Regions from separate parts of the Mus musculus genome. Here region 1 is linked to region 2. The links are chromatin contacts, called in public targeted proximity ligation maps. All regions are on one chromosome and are shown on one strand. The core of a region is the stretch at or near the end of the contact, and the rest is flanking DNA. Distances in the headings are between cores, read along the strand shown.

What was found.
Region 1: a contact with region 2 is called in a targeted proximity ligation map of pancreatic cancer cells. A contact is called at or near these places in 9 of 39 promoter capture datasets (the 3T3-L1 cell line, 3T3-L1-derived adipocytes, cranial neural crest and 6 more), 15 of 484 Hi-C or Micro-C datasets (the AML12 cell line, LSK cells, bone marrow-derived macrophages and 6 more), 8 of 130 datasets of targeted methods (the 230-238 cell line, bone marrow-derived macrophages, embryonic fibroblasts and 3 more) and 2 of 9 other capture datasets (adipose tissue and liver).

What each region holds. Positions count from the first base shown.
Region 1 is chr19:37,513,626-37,516,769 of GRCm38.p6, forward strand. No RefSeq gene overlaps it. Among named protein-coding and RNA genes, the nearest start is that of Gm32294, 22 kb to the left of the region's middle.
Region 2 is chr19:37,463,798-37,466,978 of GRCm38.p6, forward strand. 1700122C19Rik (RIKEN cDNA 1700122C19 gene) reads left to right here and starts at 1,457. Exons shown (of 2, transcript NR_131009.1): 1 at 1,457-1,526.

The DNA of each region.
Region 1 (3,144 bases), core at 121-2,620, 50 kb after region 2:
TTTTACTGTTTCACACAGCAAAATCTATGATCTGAGAACTCACATCCAAGTAGGTACATCAGAAACCATGTAAGAATGGTGCTTGGTGGTCTGCTCAGGCATTGGCTCAGCCAGCTTCCTTATACAGCCCAGGACCACCTACCTAGGGAATGGTACTGCCTACAGTGGGCTGGGACTTTCTGCATCAACTGACGATCAAGACAACCCCCTCACTCAACAGACCAATCTGCTCTGTGCAATCCTTCAGTTGAGACTTTCTTCTCAGGGGATGCTAGGTTATATTAAGTTGACAGTTAAAGCTAACTAGGATACCTGGCCATCAAACTTTTAAAGTCTTTGGGGGATCCTACTCGTATTTAGGCCAATGTATCCATTAATGACAGTAAAAATCGTCTCAATACTTGTAAGGAAGATCTATACTTTAAAACATATATTAAATTGATAATTGTCTATTCTCTCTGTCCATGCATTTAAAAAAATCATTGAATGCATTCATTACCTGGGCCATTGAGATAGCTCAGTGAGTAAAAGTGCATGCTGTACAAGCTTAAAGACACAAGTTCAAATCCCACATCCTGTGGTAGAGGAATTAAACTGACTTCTGACTTCTGCATGAACACCATGGCACCTGCAAGCCAGAACACACACACACACACACACACACACACACACACACACACACACACACACACACACAGATGCACAGAGGCACACTGATAAATAAAATTAAAAATAAATTTAATGAATATGTACTATAGGCCATACATGGGATTAGGCTCTGGGCATACCAAGATGAATTGAAGCTTATGATGTCTGAGGATTATTCTAGAAGGTTTTACAAAGTCCTCTCATTCAGCTATTGTGCAGGTGGAACAGCAGTTTAGTGGGGTGATAATGAGAGAAAGCATTGTAAAACGGAGGCATTTCAGAGTTTACTTAATATAGCATTTACAGACAGTCCTGAGTAAAATCTTACAGAAAAGGTGCGAGTCCACTTAAGAGTGATAGGAAGTGAAACGCACTTCCCCCAAATCTTATTCATAAGGCTTTTTAAATTAAACAATTAGCATTTGTTTGTTTGTTTTACTTTTTAAAAGAAGGTCTCATTCTGTCACCCAGGTTGACCTCCTGAACGCTGGAATTACAGGTGTGCACCACTAACTAGGCTTGGCACTGAGCCTAGAATTTATATTTTCCATCTCTGCTGCTTCTGCCCTCTGTGACCAGTCCAGGCCGCGAGGATTTTTCTCATATCACTGCACAACTGCCTTTCATTTCCGCCCAGAAGCAACCCCAGCACACCAGAGCCCCATGGAGTGAAACACTGCGTCTTACTTGTGAGCCAGGGCTCCAGCAGAGCAGAAAGCATGACTAACATCTTCTCCACCGCTACATTTAGTAAAACTATATGCAGAATCTACACTGTAACCAAGTAGGGGGTGTGGCATCCTTCTATCCTAAGATACTTTTAAATAGGTTTCCCCTTCTTCCTCTCTCATGGTGACCACACAAGCCTGGCACCTACCCAGGATGCATTTTAAATCAGTGAGTCATTAGGCTATGTTAGGAGGGCTAACCTTATGCAAAGCTGCTCCCGCCAACGAAACAGAAAGGCTTCCAGGACCACTATTCATTTCAAGGAGAGAGTAAACACTTTAGCCAGGGCAGTGCCCTAGTTCAGCAGATTTTTCTTTATGTCCGAGTGCAGTGTGCTGGCAATGAAGAGCAATTGAGAAGTCATAACCAAGAAGATGATTGTGCAGGGCCCTCAGGGTCCCCTGTAAAGTTCTGCTGGTGACCTGAGAGTCACTGCTTGACCACATAGCCAAATATTTGTATTAGGTGTTCCTGTGTTTAACACACTAATTAGAAAGATGGCATTCTTTGACTGCCCGCCCCCCCCAAATCATTTGACTCCTAATCTCTTTCTAGAAACGGCTGCTGGATAAATGGGACTAAGAGTGTGCTTTCTGAAGAGAGACTTTACTGTGTTGCAATAAATCCAGGGGCTGGGGACATTAATGCACCTGAAGTGCTCTTAATGTGTGGGGATCATCCTTCAGGCCCTGTTGCAGAGAACTTTACCTTGAGGGTCATAAATCCTTTGATAAATGACCCTAATGGGAAAAGCTTCATCAAAGGAAACATGGACTCTAAACATAGGTAAATGTATTGGCCAGAATGGAGGCTTCAAGACAGGTGGGGAGACCTTGACACTGTGGGGGATAAACTCACAGCATTTATTTCTGGTGAGGCTGAACGACTGGCTCTGAGAGGTGGTATCCAGGGGAAAATAAGACACCAGTGGGACTCCCCCCTCCCAGGCCCTAAAGCAATGCATTTCTCTTTCTCTTTTCCGTTTATAATCCAGGATGTGGTAGGGACTGCAGGAATAGAAAGCTCCTATCAAAGTGAGTTCTGAGGGCTGGTGAGGAAACTCGGTTTGTAAAGGACTTTCATTGCATGCACAAAGCTGGGATTTTGATTCCCAGTACCGTGTAAACTGGCCATGGTAGCCCGTAATCCAAGCAGATGGGGCAGAAGGAAGATCAGGAGCTTAAATCATCCTTGGCTATACAGTGAGTTTGAGGCCAGCTTGGGCTACATGAGACGGCATAGTCTGAGCCAAGTACAGTCTGAGAACTCCATCGTGGTAATACCAAGAAATTGAAATAAAACAAACACTTTCTAGCGCTACCAAATCCTACCCGGATCTTTGGTAGTGACGACTGAGGCAGGGGAGTGAGTGGGCTCAGAAACTGTATTTTATTTTTAAAATATTATCTAGAACTTAAAAATATTTATTATAATTCATTTCATTTAAAAGTATTATGTACTGTGTTTTAAAATAGTAACAATAAGATTATTACATGTTAACACAGATATAAATAAAATAGATAATAATATAATATAAAATAGATATATTTTCCAAAATAACAATTTGTGAGAATAATGCTTTTTATATGTTTTTGCTAGTATCTTTAGTATCCATCCTAACAGACAACAGGTGGCCCCTCTTGTTGGCACTGCATTGAACCGTTGGTGATAGGCTGTTTTGGTAGGAAGTCCACTCCCAGACAAATACAAAGTTAGAAAAAAATGGATTTTTTTTTAGATCTATCTGTCTATCTATCTATCTATCTA
Region 2 (3,181 bases), core at 207-2,706:
GCAAGGCCCCTGTGGGAGGAGGGCATGCAACTTCATAAAGTGTCCTCTTACTCTAATGTTGGTAGACCTTGAACTCCATATGTAGCTAGAGAGGACCTAGGATTCTTGATTTTCCTGCTTTTAATCTGGAATTACAGGTGTGAGCCACCACAATATCATCATTTTATTTTATTTTTTTTCTGAGACAGGGTTTCTCTAGGTAAAATAAACCTTTTTATCATTTTATTTTATTTTATTTTATTTTATTTTATTTTATTTTATTTTATTTTATTTTTAGACAAGTGCAGTTATGGCTGTCCTGGAACTTGTTCTGTAGACCAGGCTGGCCTTGAACTCAGAGATCTGACTGCCTTTGCCTCTGAGTGTGGAAATTAAAGGCGTATACTACTACCTCACCTGGCTAATATCAACATTTCAAAGTTGAAGTAAAAATTTATGCCCACCAATCTTAGATATTTTTCCATTGACTTAGTACAAGGGGACCAGAGCCCAAGAGGTGGGGCCTGGAACTCATTATGTGGACCAGACTGGCCTGAAACACGCAAAGGTCTGCTTGCAGGGATTAAAGGCCTGCACCACTCTGCCCAGCGTATGTTCTGTTCTTAATCCACCCCTTTCAGCCTTGCTACACATCAATGACTCTTAAAGATGCCGCCGAGCTATCGCTTTTCTGAAACTCCTGATTTTGGTGGTTGATTTTCTGGAATGTCATTGGTGCTTGCTCGAGTCATCTCAGCCCTGCATTAGCTACCAAAGTCAAGTAGTTCTGAGAGGGGCTGTATTTGGAGAAACATGCCAGTACTCCTACCAGCCTACTCCCCTCCCACACCCCTGTGCTCTTGGCTTCATGGAAAGACCTTTCCATTTCCTCTCCTATCTGACGTGAGCAGAGAGGCAGCTTCTAAGAAGGGATATGCTTTACGTCCCAAGGGCCCGCGTCTGGGGCTATACGGGGCTCACATGGAAGATTCAGTTCCTCCCTTGCTTGAACTCAAGATTCTTGGAAGCTGGGCTCCTCCCCTTAGAAAAAGACATCCAAGAGAGTCATATAGTAAAAGGAGGCATACTCTCTTTTAAACAAATTTATCAGTTTACCACAGCATAGTACTGAGTTAGCAGGGTCAACAGGCAGCAGTCACTGTCCTCTGCTGTTTGATTGGCGAGCTACTCTCACTAAGAGCCAAGAAAACCCTTTCTGATTAATATCTTGATAAACTACATCTTGTTGTTGTTTTAGTGTTGCTGCCGCTGCTGTGTGCGCGCGTGCGCGTGTGCGTGTGTGTATTGGGGGGGGGGGTGCTGCTGAAACTCTTTTCATTGAATCTTCCCGGATGGTTGCCCATTTGAGTGGAAAGTGTTGACTTATCTAAAGCGGCATTGATGAGGAGGCTTCTGGGATTTTTATTGTGACGTCACACAACGACCAGCTTTGGTGGTTGCTTCCTTCCCCCCCTTTGAGAAACATGAGGACATTAGGCGAGTGAGCAGGAGCCCTGAAGGCGATGGCAGGAAGAGGAATTGCCAAGGTGAATGGAGTCTGAGAACACTAGTTATTGTAAGGGACAGAGTATGTAAAAACACTGAAAAGCCCTTCAGCGGACAGTCACCATTTTGGGACTTCCCACCCCGGTGAGATCTGGGACTGGACAGCTCTGTTGTAGGGGGCTGTCCTGTGCAGGTAAGGTGTTGAGTCTCTGCCTAGTGATACCAGAAGCTCCCTTTCCACGCCTCCAAGCATGATAAAGATCTTTGCACGCTGTAACACATTCCCTGGGAACAAAGTCTCTAGTTGAGAACCGTTTTCTAGATGTACAATTATGAATCTCAAGCGTGGCTTTCTCTCCAGCTTTGTCCATGGTGTCATTTAAGATGACTGAACTCTGACCGCCTTCAGGGGCTCTTCCTCATGGATGGCTCTGCCATCTGACCTTCTGCAGTAAGATCTTTCGTTTGCACTGTCCCATCCTTAGCTTCTCTTTTTTCTCTTCCTTCTCCTCTTTCTTATTCTATGCACGGAATGCAGCTCTGAGCAACCATTCAAGGATAGCTTAACAATCAATTCAGAGTTCTTTTTCCCTGATGTCATCTGTGACACCTTGAATGAAGTCCAGACAAAATTTTTCTAATCATTTCAAAAGAACATGAATGCTTTATTTCTTATCTGGGGTCTTACTGTTCTGCCTAGGGTAGCCTTGAACTCCCAGGCTCAAGTTATGCTCATGACTCAAACTTCTGAGTATTGGAACTAAAAACATATGCCATTACACCCACAGATTAAGTATTTTTTCATTTGAAACAAAAATCTAAGTTTGAGAAACTTATGAGTTCTGAGAGGCCTTCGGAAGGAATGGCAGAGTCACTAATGCTAACAACAGCTCGGGCGCATGGTACACTCTCTATCGGTGCCACAGGCACAATTCGATCCAGTGCACTCTGTCACTGCTCTGTCAGTGCTTTGTAGTTGAGGGCACAGAGGTTTAATGAAGTGATTTATTCAAGTCTCCAGAGCTGAAGGGGCAGCATGAAGAGTTGAACCAAGGCAGCATGACTCTCGGCTGTACTTCGACACCTCCCTCCCTGCCCCCATCATTTAGATGTAGTCCTTAAGGGATAAAGGGTCACCAAATGAGACCTGAGCACAAGAGGAGGGGTGGCTTTTCAGGAGTTCTAAGAAGGCATTGGCTGAGTCCTGAGGCTCCAGCTTGCAGTGGCTGGCCCTATGCAAATAACCAAGTGAATGTGGTCCCATTTCTGTTTCCATCTGTCTTAGTGAAACTGCCTCTGCTTAGCGGGGTGGAGTATTGCTTTCCAGTTTAGAAAGTTAATCTACTGAGGGCAGCTGAAGTGAAGAATATGGTTCAAGAGAGTGACCCAGCTAGCAGGTGTTGGGGGCAGAAGGTGGGGGTGGAGAATGGAGGGCCGCAGAATTGAGAGGAAGTTGAACTTTTGAATCATTTAGGAACATGGGGTGTGTGTGTGTGGGGGGGGGAAGTGTGTGCGTGTGTGGGGGAAGAATCCAAAACTTTAATAGCACCTACACCTTAGCTTTTCTAAATTCTTTTTGAGGCTCATTTTGTATTTTCAATAGAAAAACCAGAAAACCATAGTTTCTAGGATATTTTTTGGTGGCACACACACACACACACCACAAAACAAAACAAAACAAAACAAAACAAAAGAC